5 separate regions of the Mus musculus genome follow, and regions 1, 2, 3 and 4 are each linked to region 5. The links are chromatin contacts, called in public Hi-C and HiChIP or PLAC-seq maps. All regions are on one chromosome and are shown on one strand. The core of a region is the stretch at or near the end of the contact, and the rest is flanking DNA. Distances in the headings are between cores, read along the strand shown. Region 1 holds the start of Ulk1 (unc-51 like kinase 1). Region 2 overlaps Ttc28 (tetratricopeptide repeat domain 28). Region 3 overlaps Ttc28 (tetratricopeptide repeat domain 28). Region 4 holds the start of Ep400 (E1A binding protein p400). Region 5 overlaps Ttc28 (tetratricopeptide repeat domain 28).

The links. Hi-C and Micro-C count contacts between places; a contact is called where the count stands out from the background. HiChIP or PLAC-seq counts read pairs in DNA pulled down with a chosen protein or histone mark.
Region 1: a Hi-C map of regulatory T cells shows a contact between it and region 5, with 8 times the contacts expected there. The contact joins the promoter of Ulk1 here to the enhancer-like site in region 5. A contact is called at or near these places in 3 of 39 promoter capture datasets (hippocampal neurons, maxillary cranial neural crest and second pharyngeal arch cranial neural crest), 1 of 484 Hi-C or Micro-C datasets (regulatory T cells), 1 of 115 datasets of contacts at active chromatin or transcription factors (embryonic limb bud) and 2 of 9 other capture datasets (adipose tissue and pancreatic islet).
Region 2: an H3K27ac HiChIP or PLAC-seq map of regulatory T cell precursor shows a contact between it and region 5, with 6 times the contacts expected there. The contact joins two enhancer-like sites. A contact is called at or near these places in 1 of 15 datasets of contacts at CTCF or cohesin (stem cell-derived epiblast-like cells), 16 of 484 Hi-C or Micro-C datasets (the Ba/F3 cell line, the N1E-115 cell line, the Patski cell line and 11 more), 24 of 115 datasets of contacts at active chromatin or transcription factors (SST interneurons, bone marrow-derived macrophages, craniofacial prominence and 17 more) and 1 of 9 other capture datasets (embryonic stem cells).
Region 3: a contact with region 5 is called in an H3K4me3 HiChIP or PLAC-seq map of craniofacial prominence, with 5 times the contacts expected there. The contact joins two enhancer-like sites. A contact is called at or near these places in 22 of 484 Hi-C or Micro-C datasets (B cells, CD8 T cells, Th1 cells and 16 more), 23 of 115 datasets of contacts at active chromatin or transcription factors (VIP interneurons, a beta-TC-6 cell line, craniofacial prominence and 15 more) and 3 of 9 other capture datasets (adipose tissue, embryonic stem cells and liver).
Region 4: a Hi-C map of CD8 T cells shows a contact between it and region 5, with 3 times the contacts expected there. The contact joins the promoter of Ep400 here to the enhancer-like site in region 5. A contact is called at or near these places in 5 of 484 Hi-C or Micro-C datasets (CD4 T cells, CD8 T cells, embryonic stem cells and 1 more) and 3 of 115 datasets of contacts at active chromatin or transcription factors (memory CD8 T cells, microglia and pancreatic cancer cells).

What each region holds. Positions count from the first base shown.
Region 1 is chr5:110,808,695-110,811,394 of GRCm38.p6, forward strand. Ulk1 (unc-51 like kinase 1) reads right to left here and starts at 1,387. Exons shown (of 28, transcript NM_009469.3): 1 at 920-1,387; 2 at 433-525; 3 at 311-352. The coding sequence starts at 1,030.
Region 2 is chr5:111,158,285-111,160,984 of GRCm38.p6, forward strand. All of the region lies in intron 5 of Ttc28 (tetratricopeptide repeat domain 28), which reads left to right. Among named protein-coding and RNA genes, the nearest start is that of Gm35628, 75 kb to the right of the region's middle. Within about 2 kb of position 1,382, at least 65 of the 459 cell types and tissues checked have an H3K27ac peak or open chromatin away from gene starts, as enhancers often do. A contact at or near this core is called in cerebral cortex, memory CD8 T cells, regulatory T cells and 3 more, where this site is marked.
Region 3 is chr5:111,227,120-111,229,819 of GRCm38.p6, forward strand. Ttc28 (tetratricopeptide repeat domain 28) reads left to right here. Exons shown (of 23, transcript NM_001267622.1): 9 at 2,229-2,338. Among named protein-coding and RNA genes, the nearest start is that of Gm35628, 6.4 kb to the right of the region's middle. Within about 2 kb of position 1,387, at least 123 of the 459 cell types and tissues checked have an H3K27ac peak or open chromatin away from gene starts, as enhancers often do. A contact at or near this core is called in VIP interneurons, adipose tissue, bone marrow-derived macrophages and 7 more, where this site is marked.
Region 4 is chr5:110,769,423-110,772,122 of GRCm38.p6, forward strand. Ep400 (E1A binding protein p400) reads right to left here and starts at 1,295. Exons shown (of 52, transcript NM_029337.2): 1 at 1,070-1,295. Gm15559 (predicted gene 15559) reads left to right here and starts at 1,527. Exons shown (of 2, transcript NR_152254.1): 1 at 1,527-1,840.
Region 5 is chr5:110,977,337-110,980,036 of GRCm38.p6, forward strand. The region is part of intron 2 of Ttc28 (tetratricopeptide repeat domain 28); the gene reads left to right. Among named protein-coding and RNA genes, the nearest start is that of Mir701, 25 kb to the right of the region's middle. Within about 2 kb of position 1,280, at least 250 of the 459 cell types and tissues checked have an H3K27ac peak or open chromatin away from gene starts, as enhancers often do. A contact at or near this core is called in CD8 T cells, VIP interneurons, adipose tissue and 17 more, where this site is marked.

The sequences.
Region 1 (2,700 bases), core at 137-2,636, 170 kb before region 5:
GTTGATGGCCGCCTTCCTTCCCATGCAGGCAACATATAAGCTAGAGAGGTCCCCAGAACCTAGGAAAAGCCAGGAAAAACTTGGACCAGAGATGAGGTCTCCCTGGCCCTAAGTGGCCTCACAGTAGGACAAGCGTGAGACAAGGCATTCAGAACCCAGCTCCTTTCACCTAAACCAAATACTAATCTAAAGCCATCATCTGCCCTCAGGGGGGCTCCAGCCCCAGGCAACCTAGGTCCTGAAGCAACAGTGGATGGGACAAGGGCAAGAATAGATTTACCCCTCCCCCAAGCCCAACGCTGAGCCTTACCTGGAAGTCATACAGCGCCACGATGTTTTCGTGCTTTAGTTCCTAGGACACAAATCCAAGTTTCTCATGAGCAAGAAAAGAGCTGACCCACCCTCTCCCCCTCCCCCGAGGCGCTGGCTCACCTTCAGGATTTTGATTTCCTTTCCCAGCAGTGTTTGGGACTTGGCAAGGTTCTTCTTGTTAATGCATTTGACGGCCACCTCCAGGTCGTGCTTCTGAAAAGCCAAACGTGAACCTTCAGGGTTGAAAACAACCCCCCCTCCTGCTCCCCACCAAGCAGGGAACACAGAGATGGCTTAGGGTGGCTGTCCCAAGGGTCTTGGAATGGGAGGCTGCCAGAGGCAGACAGATAGTGAGTGTCTGTCAGCCGGCCTGGAATTTAAGTCCCAGGATGGAGTCCCAGGTTAGGTTCTCAGAACTGGTCTGACTTCGGGGCTAGGTAGGGAATCCTGTGCTGGCTGGCGTCTCCAGTTTTCTGGAGCTAGAGTAGCAGGTGGGTTTCCCGGGCTGGGGGGTCCTTAATTGGGTCCCTCTACGGATTACCGGAGGTAAGGTGTCCCTTGGGCTGGGAGTCCGGGATTGCGAGGCCTCCGCGGGAGCCTCACCCACCTCGCGGTGTCGACCCTTGAAGACCACCGCGAAGGCGCCGTGTCCAATCAGGTCCTTGCGAGAGAACTCGAACTTGCCCACGGTCTCGACGCCGCCGCGGCCCGGCTCCATAGCGCGCGCGGGCCGGGGGCGCGAGCCCGGGCTCGGGCCCCGGGGCGGCGCTACGGGGTGCGCTGGGCTCAGGCGGAGGCCGGCGGGCCGCGTACGCGGGGACGGAGGCGCGGGCTCATCGCCAGGGCCCCGTGCCCCATCGGGCAGGCCTGAGCCGGGTCCCAGTCCCACAGGCCGGCGGACGGAGGGGCGCGCTCCCTCGGCGTCCTCCTCGGTACCCTCCCGGCGCTGACAGTCGGGACCCGGTCCGACTCGGGACTCAGCTCTGACACACTCCAGCTCCAAGTCCGGGCCTGACTGACGATGCGGCTCGGAGCCCCGCAGGGAAACAAAAGATCCGCGGCACCCGGGCCTCGGAGCCCGAGGTGCCGGCGCAGCCGCACTGCGTGGAGGCGGGACGATGGGCGGGGCCTGCGGAGCTCAAGACCTCTTAGGCGGCGGAGCTGGCAATGGGCGGGTCCGAAATGAAGGACACCTCGTGGGTGGTAAGGCGGGGCGGGGCTTAGTTTGGGTGGTGCCTCGATGGGCCCAGCCCTATACTGGGCGGGACTTGAGAGAGGAGGCAGGATATGGGCGGGGCCGGAGCAGACTGGGCATGTCAATGTCAGAACTATCTCTGGTTGTGGCTCCTCGCTCTGCCCTAGGCATTTTTTTATTTACTTATTTTATTCATATGTATATGTGTGTGCCTACAGGAGTTTATATGCACCGTGTATGTGTATATAAACACGTGAAACATTCATATTAAACATGTATGTGTCGGGTCCTGGAATTGGAGTTTCAGGCAGTAATGAGCTGCCATGTGGAAACTGGTAACCAAACCAGGAGAGCAGTAGATGCTCTTAATAGCTGAGCCATCTCTCCAGCTCTGCCCTACGTACTTCCTACCACTTGTTTTGTTTTGTTTTGTTTTGTTTGTGCTTTCTTTTGGAGAAGTCGAGATAGGATTTCTTTGTGTATCCCTGCCTGTCCTGGAACTCACTCAGTAGAACTGGCTGGCTTCAGACTCAGAGATCTGCCTGCCTCTGCCTCCTGAGAACTGGGGATTGAAAGTTTTTTAACTGAGTCTTCTCACATTGTAGGCCCGACTGGTCTCGAACTTGCTTTGTCTCTTTGTAGATCGTGCTGACCTCAAACTCACAGATATCCCTCAGCCTCTTCCTCCTGAGTATTGGAATTAAAGGCAGGTGCCACCACATCCATTTTCTCTCTTTTATTACATTTGCTTATTCTGTATGTGGGGACGGAGACTTGAGAACATGGTCATGTGAAGGTCAGAGGAAAATGTAAAAGATGTTTCTGTCTACTTTGTGACTCTTAACATTAAATTCAGGTTGTCAAACTTGGCAACAAGGTCTTTTATCCTTGGAGCCATCTCACCGAAGGCATCAGTTTTCCTTCATTTATTATTTTACTTAACTTTTGTTGTTAGAGGGGAAGTTTGAGGCAGGGTTTCCTGTAGTCCAGGCTATCCCAGAGCTCATCACATAGAATAGCCGTGAGCTGCTGATTCTCCTGCAAATGCTGGGATTATTTATAGCATGGGCATTTGGTTTGCCTCAGGTGTTTTTCTTGCCTGTCTGGTCACATGGGAACTGCATGGGCATGTTGGAGCACTTGATGTATACAAACATTGTCATTTGGGGAGGGGTATATTGCCATGTTGACCC
Region 2 (2,700 bases), core at 132-2,631, 180 kb after region 5:
CAGGTCAACACTACCCCAGCCCCACCTGGGTGTGCCATGTCTCGGGATAGAGATTCAGGTTAACAGTAGGTCTCAGAGCTAGCTGCATTAAACCTTGGCTCTCCTCGGCTTCACAGACTTACGTCTTACTGTGCTGCCTGCCCGAGCATAGCTATGCCAGCCACGCTCCTGAGAAGATGGCAGAGTTCCCTTGCCTAGTTCTGCTGTCTGCACCTGTGTCAGGCAGACGACTGCTGTGGTGGTGACAGATGCCCAAGAAAGTCTCATTAAGGGAAGACGACTTATCTTGGCTCATGGGTTCACTCCATCATGGTGGGGAGGTTACATCAGCTCTAAGCAGCTCCAGCCACGGCAGGCACGGTGTCCTCCTGGCAGGTTTCCTCCTTCTCCCCCTTACACTCCATCTCAGCACCCAACCTGTGGGAAGGTGCTGCCCATGAAGAGGGCCGCACTTAATCCTCTCACACATCAAAGGTGAGCACTAACAACCTCCTCAGTGCCTCTCACCCACACCAGCTCCTCAGTGGAGATCAACCATTACAGTGCTTTAGTCTGACCCCTCCTCTCCTGGGGTGAGCAGGACCTTGGAGTTTCCCAACAGGCCATGCCAAAATTGTGCTAAAGAGATGACCCCATGGGTAAAGAATGATTGCTGAGTTCAGATGCAAGTATCCCTGTAAAAAGCAGGGTGTGGCCACATACCTGTAACCCCCATGCTGGGAGTGGGGACAGGAAGGTCTCTGGGGCTGGCTGGCCACCACCCTAGCTGCGGACTGATTGAGAGACCCTGACTCAAGGGAGAGAAGCAGAGATCAATCAAGCAGGACCTCAGTCAATATCCTCCTGGCGTCTGCACATGCACAGTCAGGCTTGTATACACGTGCACACACACACATGCACACACACAGATACACACATATACACACACACAGGATTGTATACACATGCACACACAGGCTTGTATACACACACACACAGGCTTGTATATACACACATGCACAGGCTTATATGCATGCACACACACAGGTTAGTATGCACACACAAACAAATCATGCATATGCTGGCACTTTTGGGGTGTGTGTGTGTGTGTGTGTGTGTGTGGTTAGTGTACCATTGTAGCATCTGCCCTGCTGGAATCTCCCTCTCCCTGTTGGATACAAAGGAACAGTAGCTACAGTGTCCATGTGTAGGATCTCCAGATGACAGGATGTCTGTTGCCAAGGGAAGTCTCCGTTGATGGCCATCAAAATACTGAAGCTCTGAGATTTATAATCACAAGGGGCTGAGTGTTACCCAGACTGGGGAGCAGGTTTCCCCTGGGCACAGTCTCCAAATGAGAGCTCATGCCGCCTTCACAATGCCTCTGGCATCCCACAGGAGCCAGCGAGGCTGTGCCTGGACTCCTGACTCACCAGACAGAGCAACGAATGCGTGCTGTTTTAAGTGGCTCTGTCTGTGGACGTGTTGTTACGCAGCAATAGATAACTAACACAGTGTCTCGGCGGGGCTGAACAAGACACTGCAGTCTGAGCTCCTGCTCTGCATAAGTGCCTGGCATCTGGTAACGAGATGTGTGACTGTGCTTTACTAAACATTTCGTCCCTCACGCCTAACACTCCTAAGGAAACGAGAAAGTTTTAGTTCCCCGAAAAGAACTGAGTCAGCACCTTGATTGTCAAACTCCTGAAGCAGGTGTCCCAGATAAAGGACACCAGATGTGTCACAGCAGCTGGAGTAGGGAAAGTCTGAAATCACAAAGATTATGTCGAGTGCAGCTCTGTGCGCAGGAGAGAACAAAGGGAAAATGAAAATCAGGTTTCCTAGGGGAGGTGGGGGGAGCGTCTGTAGTGTGGTGATGGGGGAGCTTCAGGAGGCACCCCCACTTCCTGTAGACAGAGACGGTTGGCATGGTTACTGACGGAATACACATAGAACATTTTTTAACCCCTCCCCCCCGTTTCCGTGTGGCTCGATCTCTTACTCGAGCCCCAGATGGGGGTCGGGGGTCCCAGTTCACAATCAGTCCTCTGAGCTGCCTACCTCCCCTGACCTCAGGATAGCTGTGGGATGGAATAAGCTCCCTCTTACATCAAGGAAGAGGACTAAAAATTATTCTGTAAACATCTTCTGAGTGTTTGCAACTTGTTGCCTGCTCCTCTGATCTTCTCTACAGTAGCTCTCTGTGTCTGGTGCTTTTCCCATCACTGGTTAACCAAATAGTCCCAGGCTAAAAGCAGCCCAGCTGCATGCTCGGGAGCCCATGGCCAGTGGTCCCCTGGGATAGAGCTCAAATCTACTGAGTCCAGGACTGTGCAGAGCATCAGTGTGCTCTGAGCCCCCCACCCCCAGCCTTCCAGGGAAGCTCCAAGGTCAGTTTCTTCATAAAAGAGGCCATTTGCATTGTTAAAAAAAAAAAAAAACATTTATTGATATTGGCCCAGAAGCCAGGGCGGCCCACCTGTGAAGGTCTCAGTGTGACCCAGGCAGCTGCATGGGCTGCATAAACCTCTCTGTCCTCTCTGCCACGAGCTTAGGGTTTTCTCCCAAGAGCGTCCTCACCCGACTTGTTAGGAGTCTGGATCAGATTTATTTTCCCTGTCAGTTAAAAAAAAGTAAAAGACAATTTAAAAACTCTCACACAACAGGTAGCAGTGGGGAGGAAAATGTCAGACAGCAGACTGAATCAGCTGGTGAAGAAAG
Region 3 (2,700 bases), core at 137-2,636, 250 kb after region 5:
CACTGAGCTGCACCCACAGCCCAAGAACTATTCCATGTCTCCCTGTCTTTGTAGCTATGTCACCGAGGCTTGGAGAAGCACCGCAGTTTGACCCCGACCCTTAAGTTAGTTCATTGCAGAGTGGGCTCAGCCCCTGTCTGGAGTTGTTTCTGACCTCACAGAAACTGCAGGGTTGGGGCAGCTATACCCTCCTGTCCCTCAGGGGACGTCCCCAGGGTGGGAAGCAGGAGGCTGAGTGAACAATACTTCCAGGCTGGCCGTGGCTCAGCACAGGCCTGCAGTGGGGAAGCTCTGAAGCTGCAGTCACTGTCCCACCTCTATGGCTCCCGTGGGCCCCTAGCTTTGCTGACATTCTAGTATTTTAACGGCCCCAGTGCCTAGCAATGGCTTTTGTCTGAATGTGTGAGACCCAGAATTGAGGGTTTGCAGCAGGGACCTTACTACTAATCCCCTTCTGAAATGCCATTTCCCGGCAGCAGCTGGCTGTGTTGGGTCAACTGTCACAGAAGTCTGTATCAGTGGAAAACTCTGCACGTTGTTTGTGTTGTCTCTTGTGACAAGTCTCAGAGAACTATAAAAACTGGTATTTGAAAACTCCCCATAGTGGCAGACAGGGTTTGTGGGTCTCTAGTGCACTCCGAGCAGGCTCGGGACACTGTAAGGTGCAGGATGGCGTTCTCCACAAGCCGGGCAGGAGGTCCTGCAGACCTGCAGCAGAGGGCCAGTTCAGCTGGGAGTCACCCCAGCTTTGCCCTGTCTGCCCTGTGCAATGGAATGCTGTGTGGGTCTGAGTCTAAACAACTCCCAGATGGTGTGGCTTGACACGGGTTAACTCCAGGGCTTTCCACCCAGCCCTTCTCACTCTGGAAACCAGCAAAGGAAGTAGGCTCCATCCGGCAACTCCCTGAGGCTCTACTGCAGTGCAGGAGAGCTGGCCATGCAGAGTGGAATGTGCAGGCTCCCCGAAGGCAGTTCGAGTACGTCTTCCCTGTGGTCTGTGGACACCCTTCTTGCTAGGGATACACTTGGAACCAAGCAAGGTCCCTCTCTCTCAGAATTTGTCTTCCAAGGGGTTTGCCCAAAGAACCATTCTTCTGACTCAGACCAAGGACTTGCCAGACTTCTGCACTAAGGGTCAGTGCAGTGGGCGCTTTGAAAGTCGTCACACCCAGAGCCACCCTGGTTCTCCCGAGAACCCTTGTCTCTCATGTGAATTATTTACAAACTCTTCTGTTGCCCACTGGCATGATTTAGACTCAGAATGCTATTTCTGAACTCTTTGAGCCGTGTGTTTTGAAATGCATCATAAATTAGGAGGCAGACCCCTGAGCGGTGACTCACAGCAGCCATTCAGCTGACTCAGGGCCTTTAAAAAAAACAGGAATCACACCAGCCCATAGTGCTTGGCGCTGGCTTCCTGCCCTGACTTAGATGAGAGAGGAACCCTGGCTTATGTATACAGTGGAATTCTGGGAGCCATGCAGTGGCTCATGTGCAGAGAACCCTGGAATGCAGGCAGAGTGTCAGAGACCAATGTAGTGACCGATATGATGAACTGTGGCTGTTAGACTTAGCCGCACAAAGCCCTAGAGGCGGCTGGTGTCCTGAAAACCCAAAGCTTGCTGTGAGTGAGTGACCCACTGCAGGTGCCTCTGTGGAGACCATGGAAATGAGGGCAGCCACTCAGCCTTCCAGCCCACAGTAGCACTTGCTTTGCAACCCCGCTGAGGCACATCACAGATGGGACCCAGAGCGTGTCGGCGGCTTCAGTCACAGGAGCAGGGTCCAGCTGTGCACCGTTCTGCTTTCAAGAGACACTCACGAGCCTCTCATCAGCACTGCCTGGACAGTGTCGGGGGAGACAGAAAGGCATGTGGTCTTAGCCTCTGTAGCTGGCTGTCAGGAAAAGCTTTTCCCAGGCAGAGATCTGGGGATATGAGTGTATCAGCCAGGATTTTTCATTTGCAGAGCCAAGCGTTTTGCATCTGCGAGGGCAGCCGGGTCAGGGAACATTGGTTTTCCTGTTCTGCCTACCCTACCAACCTATCCACTGCCAACAGCCGTGACCTGGGCTCCTGCTGCGGCACCTCCTCACTTCCTGTAACACTGGAAGCGTCCTCGCCCCGGGGTTGATTTGGCATGTCCCACAGCCTTCCTTACATGCATCCAAAGCAAAATCGCCAGTCGGTCCCTGTCACCTCTCCTTACGATTCTCTGTCTGCTTTCAGGCTTAAGGTTAGCTGAGCAACTGGGTCGAAGAGAAGATGAAGCAAAAATTCGCCATGGTCTTGGTCTCTCCCTTTGGGCAAGTGGAAACCTGGAGGAGGCTCAGCACCAGGTACGCAGAGCTCTGTTCCAGGAGCTAAAGCACCCTCCATGACTGTCTCAGCAGCTGCGGAGTTCTCAGGGCTGCTGGCCTGTCTAATGCACCCAGAGTCCCTGCCTGTGTAGCCTGAGAGCTGTCAAGATTCCCGCTCACCCACAGGGCAGATCTCTTGATTTCTCAGATTCTCATGTTGTGCACTGTTGCCATGGTTAGTATAAAACCACATTCCTCCTTCAGTGGAGAGGTAAGATCAGGATGTGTGGTCATTGGGCTTACTGTCCTTGGCGGTTTCTAGTTAGGGCAGAGGGTATAACCTCTCCCCCTTTCTCATAGGGAGTCCCTGTTGCTGAAGAGGAGTGTGTTGACACACTGGC
Region 4 (2,700 bases), core at 45-2,544, 210 kb before region 5:
GACTGAGGTAGGAAGATAACCTGAGGCCAGGATCTGAGGCCAGCCTGGGACACAAAGATTCCTCTCAATGGCAAGTAAATAAAAACAGCCAGGCATGATGTCTCACACCTGCAAACCCAGTATCAAGGTGGAGGCATCTGGATTGCTAAGAATTACAGACCAGCTTGGACTACTTAATGAGTCTAGTCCAGGCTGATTCGGACTTCCATGAGACTTTTTGTCTCAGAAAACCTAAATACGTAAAAAGAAGATTTAAAGTTAACATGTGGTTTGCCTTGTGGCCATCCAAATTGTATAATTCATATTCATTCATTCATTTTCTCTCTCTCTCTCTCTCACACACACACACACACACACACACACACACACACACCCAGGTACAAGAATCGCGGATCTTCGTGAGCTCAAGGCCAGCCTGGTCTAAATGGCGAGTTAAAAGGCCAGCCAAGGCTCCAGGGTAAGACCCTGACTTAAAATGGAAAAGCGAAACAAAACCAAAACCGAAACAAAACAAGGACCGTTTTTGCCACACGTATAATCGAGAGCACAAGTGACAAGTGCCAGGGATGAGCGCAACCCCCAATTCCAAGTCGCGGTGCTCCAGGATACTGGACCTAGGGACAGACCTGCGGAGACAGCGGCTCGGCGGCTGATGGTACACCTCCGAGCCCCGGCCCGGGGAGCTCTGCCAGATCCCCGGCGTCCTTCCCGCTCTGTCTCCGCTCAAGGCTCTACGTCGCGAAAGGAAGCCCCGCGCGCCGCGGACCAACGGTGCCGCGGGCGTTAAGAGCCCCGCCTTCCCGAGCGCTCGGAAACGGCCGCGCGCCTGCCCAGAAAGAACGGCGCACTCGAGAGCGCTGACCAGAGAAGGGCCTTGCTGAGGCCGGACCACGCGCCGAGCCACCGACCGGTCCCCTCTCAGCGCCGCCCGGCCCCTCGGCCCCGCCCGCCCACGACAAAGCGCCGCCGCGGCCTGGGCCCGCCGCGACGCCAGCAGCAGCAGCACCGCTAAACACAACCGCTCGGCACGCCGCCGTTGCCGCCTACCACCCACCGTCCCGCCTCTCACCCGCTGACGCTATCCCGTTCGCTTGCACCGCGAGCAAAAGCCGCGCTCCGCCGCGTCAGGACAGCCGGGAGGCTCGAGCGCGCCGCAGCCGCTCGGCACATCCGGGTCCACGGGCACAGGAAGTAGCAGCGCCGGTGCTACGGCGCGCGGCGAGGGACTAACGGTACCTATCCTGTAGGGCCGCTCGCAGCCGCGCGGGGTCGCCTGAAGCTGAGGCGCTGCTGACGGCGGAGGCAGGACCGAAGCGGCTTCTTAAGCAGGCGGTTAGGGGCGGAGCTGTATGCAGGAGGTGCGTTGGGCGGAGTTTGGAGAGCGGAGAGCCACCTCAGGGCCGCCTCCGAAAGGCCTCATCCGTACGAGGCGGGACCGCTTCGGACAGGACGAGGGGAGTCGGCGCACGCGCAGGGAAGGGCTGGGGGGGCTGAGGCGGTGCACGCGGGCTGGGGCGTGGCCTCATGGGTACAAGGCGGAGCCTCAGGCCTCGGGGAAGTTCCGGTAGACTCGGGAAGGGGCGTGGCCTCGTCAGTTGGGGGCGGACCCCGAGTTTCACTCAGTTACGCCACCTGGCGACTCGCTCCAGCGGGGGAGGCTGTTTAGGAAAGCTCGAGCGGACCTGATCGCATCCTCTGGGTGTGCTCCGCCTCCGTGGGAAATAGGGGACTAGCCCTATGAACAAAAAGGCGCCTGAGGCGCAGTGAGCAGAAGTCTGAAAATACATCCAGCATCATTAGACATCACAGAAATGCAAAAGAAACCACGACCCAAGAGGAGGTAAGATTGTAGTACGAGTTTGAAAAAGATTTTATATATATATTTTTTGTTGTTGTTGTTTTGTTTTGTTGTTTTGTTTTGTTTTGAGACAGGGTTTCTCGGTGCAGCCCTAGCTGTCCTGGAACTCACTCTGCAGACCAGGCTGGCCTCAAACTCAGAAATCCACCTGCCTCTGCCTCCCAAATGCTGGGATTAAATAAAGGCATGCACCACCACTGCCCAACAAAAGATTATAATTTTAAAAACACTATAAAAAAAAGGAAGAAATTAACTGAGCTTCGTGGCACAAGCTTGTAATTCAGTGGATCTCAGCCTATGGGTCACATATAAGATATCCGGCATGTCAGATATTTATTTCCATTACAACTTATAGCAGTAGCAAAATTACAGTTATGAAGTACCAATGAAATATGGTTGGGGGTCACCACAACATAAGGAGCTGTATTAAAGAGTCACAGCATCAGAATGTTTGAGAACCACTGCTATAATCCCAGAACTTGAGGCTGAAGCAGCAAGATCTGGGGTTCATGCTGGCTTCATCCATTCATCATGTTTGAGGCTGTCCTGGAATACATGAGACCCCATCTCAAAATAAAAAACAGGAGGGAAATGTGTTAGGAAGGAGCCAGTGGAAGTTGTAGGGAATAAGGGGAAATGAAGAGAAGGTGGATATGACCAAAACATACATGCATGAAACTCTAAAATAAAGGATCTTTTTAAAAGCTCAAGATAGGGGTTGGTGAAATGGATCAGCAGTTAAGAGCACGGACTGCTCCTCCAGAGGTCCTGAGTTTAATTCCCAGCAACCACAGGGTGGCTCACAACCATCTGTAATGTGACCCAATGCTCTTCTGGTGTGT
Region 5 (2,700 bases), core at 30-2,529:
ATGTAGCTGTGGTGTTGAGTGTGTAATGACTTAGGCTCTGGAGTAAGGTCCTGTGGGTCTGACTTCCAGTTCTCAAGTGCTGTCTGTGTGTTTCAGTTGAGCAAGCAGCCTCCCATGGAAGGTGGAGTGAGTGAGAGTCACTGGAGGTTGGCTATTTGGGGTGTTTTAGTCACAGCCCTGCTGCATCAGATTCCCTGCATAAGTAGTTCTGATAGTTGATGAAGAATGTTGAATGCAGTTAACAGTGTGGGCACCCCTTAGTAGAATAGTAATTTCTAATGCCAATTGTATTAGCATCTACCAAAATAACCTTAAGGGGGAATGGCAGTCAACAGGTGTGTTGGATAATACATGATAATAGTATTATATACTATCTTGTATTCATGAATTAGTCAGCATCCATAAGATGGAATTTTTGCACAAAAGAGGAATAAAACTCAGGCCATCTATATCTGCCTATCTATCTATCTATCTATCTATCTATCTATCTATCTATCTATCTATCTATCTATCTATCTATCAGTCATCTGTCCAGTCTATCCATCTATCTGGTTTTTCCAGGCTGGGCTTCTCTTTGTAGCCCCGGCTGGCCTTGAACTCCAAGATCTGCCTGCTTCTGCCTCCCAAGTGCTAGGATTAAAGGCGTGTACACCACTGCCCGGCTGCAATATTTTATAGTAATACAATCAGTGCTACTCAAGCATGGTGGTCTGTGCTTGTAGTTCCTGCTCAGCTACTCAGGAGGCTGAAATGGAAGGATGGCTTGATTTCACAAGTTCAAGACCCACCTTACTTATATAGTAAAACTTTGTTAAAAAGCGGTTTAATTTAGAGAAGCAAATAAAATGTATATATAAGTTTATTTATGATAAAGTTTCTGATTAACTTTTTTTTGATCGAGATCTCAAATCTCTTCTTTAAATCAGAATTTTTAGGGCTTTCAAAAAAGATTAATTTTAAAATTTATTTTATTTATGTTGTGTTTTGCTTGTTTGAGTCTCACAGTCATATGCAGGAGTCAGTGGAGGTCGAATCCCAGGCAATGGCTTGTCCTCTGGGAATAGGTCCTCAGTACAGTTAGCCACGCGGCGGCCATCTCTCCAGCCCCTCTGTGGAAGTTTGATTTGGACTCTTGCCCCTTTTACTTCTCCAAGTAGCTCATACAAATATAAGAATTCTTGAGAGGTTTCGGAGCCGGCCTGTGGACGCATATGGAACTGTAGCTTCACTTTTCTGCTGTGTAAATGTCGTGGCACTAAGACCCAGAAACTCTTTGCTGTGGTGGCTGGAGCTGGGCTGGCTGTGCTCGCACTGAAGGGAAGGAAGTCATTAGTGCAGACCGAGCTGTGGAGTTAGGTTCTTGCAGGATTTCCTTCCAGCCTTTCCCCACTTAGGTTCTTGGGAATTAAGAAAAAAAAAATCTAAACACACAAACCAAGTTTTCCTATTTACTAGGTTCAGGGAAGGTGGACATTTCGGAAGGGCAGATCCGATCCCAAGTTGTCTAAGAAGCAGAAAACTGCGCAAAGAAGCTCTGATTACAGATCTTTGGAATTTTCTTTGCTAAATTTTTACAAACGAGAAATACACCCAGAATTTTGGGAATTGCTCCAGGCTGCGTGTGAGGGTTTGATTGCTTGTCTAATCTTTTTCTTTTTTGGAGAAGAGGAGAATTCGCCAAGAGGGGCTTGGATGGCAGGAGCCCGGCCGGGTTTCTGTGGCAGCTTCTGCCGTGGGTCTCTGCTCTGAGGGGTCTGCGGCCCATCCCAGAGCTCCTGCCTGGAGCCTTTTCGCAGGCGCGGGTCGGGGAACATGCCCCGCTCCGGCCCGGGCGCGCCTCTGGCCGCCGGGACGTCCTAGCCCCGTGGGAGAGTGTGGTGGCCGCGGCACTTCGCGCTGAACCGAAGACGAAGACTGTCTGTCCTATCGGGGAAAGAACGAGGGGGTGCAAGGAGGCAGCATGACTTGCAGTCGCCGCCGCCCTGCGTCTGCCCCCAGCCCCCAGCCCACCTCTTGATGTGTCCCGGGTCGGCTGTACAAATATGATGAAATGGCAGCCCCGGAAGAAGGTGAGTGCGGCGACGGCGGCGGTGGGGCTGATGGGGAGGGGGCCCCGCGGGACCCCGGGGCCATCCGGGTCCGTGCGCCCATCGCCCGCCAAGTTCTCGCCTCCGGGCGCGCGCGGCCCGGCGGGGTGACAGCTGAGACTCAGCCCCGCGTGCTGGCCCGGAGCCGCGGCGCGCCCGCCCCGCTTAGGCCCGCAGGTGGGCGTCGGAGCGCCCCCTGCCCCGCGGGGACCGGCGTCCCGGCCGCTGGCAGCCGCTTCCCCTGGGCCCCGCTGGGGGGCGGGCAGCCCCGGAGCGAGCGCCGAGCGGCTCCCCGCGACGGCCGAGCCTCGGGCGCCGGGGCTGCGGCGGGGAGGCTGCGGGGACCTGCGGCCGCGTGGGCGAGTGCGGGCGCGCCGGCCATTGTGCGCCGCGTGTGTGCATCGATCGTGGGCAAGGGGGAGGGGGTACTTTGCTTTTTGCAAGATTATTTCCTAATATGGCTCCTTTGTTGAGAACCGGAGGAAAAAACATGCAGTGGTTCTATCAAAATAAATTGCTATTGGTCCCCGAAATAACGTTTCTAAATGTGGGACCGGTCCCTTCCTTGGGACACCGAGGGAGAAAGACAGCTTTCTTCAAGTTCTTGGCAGCC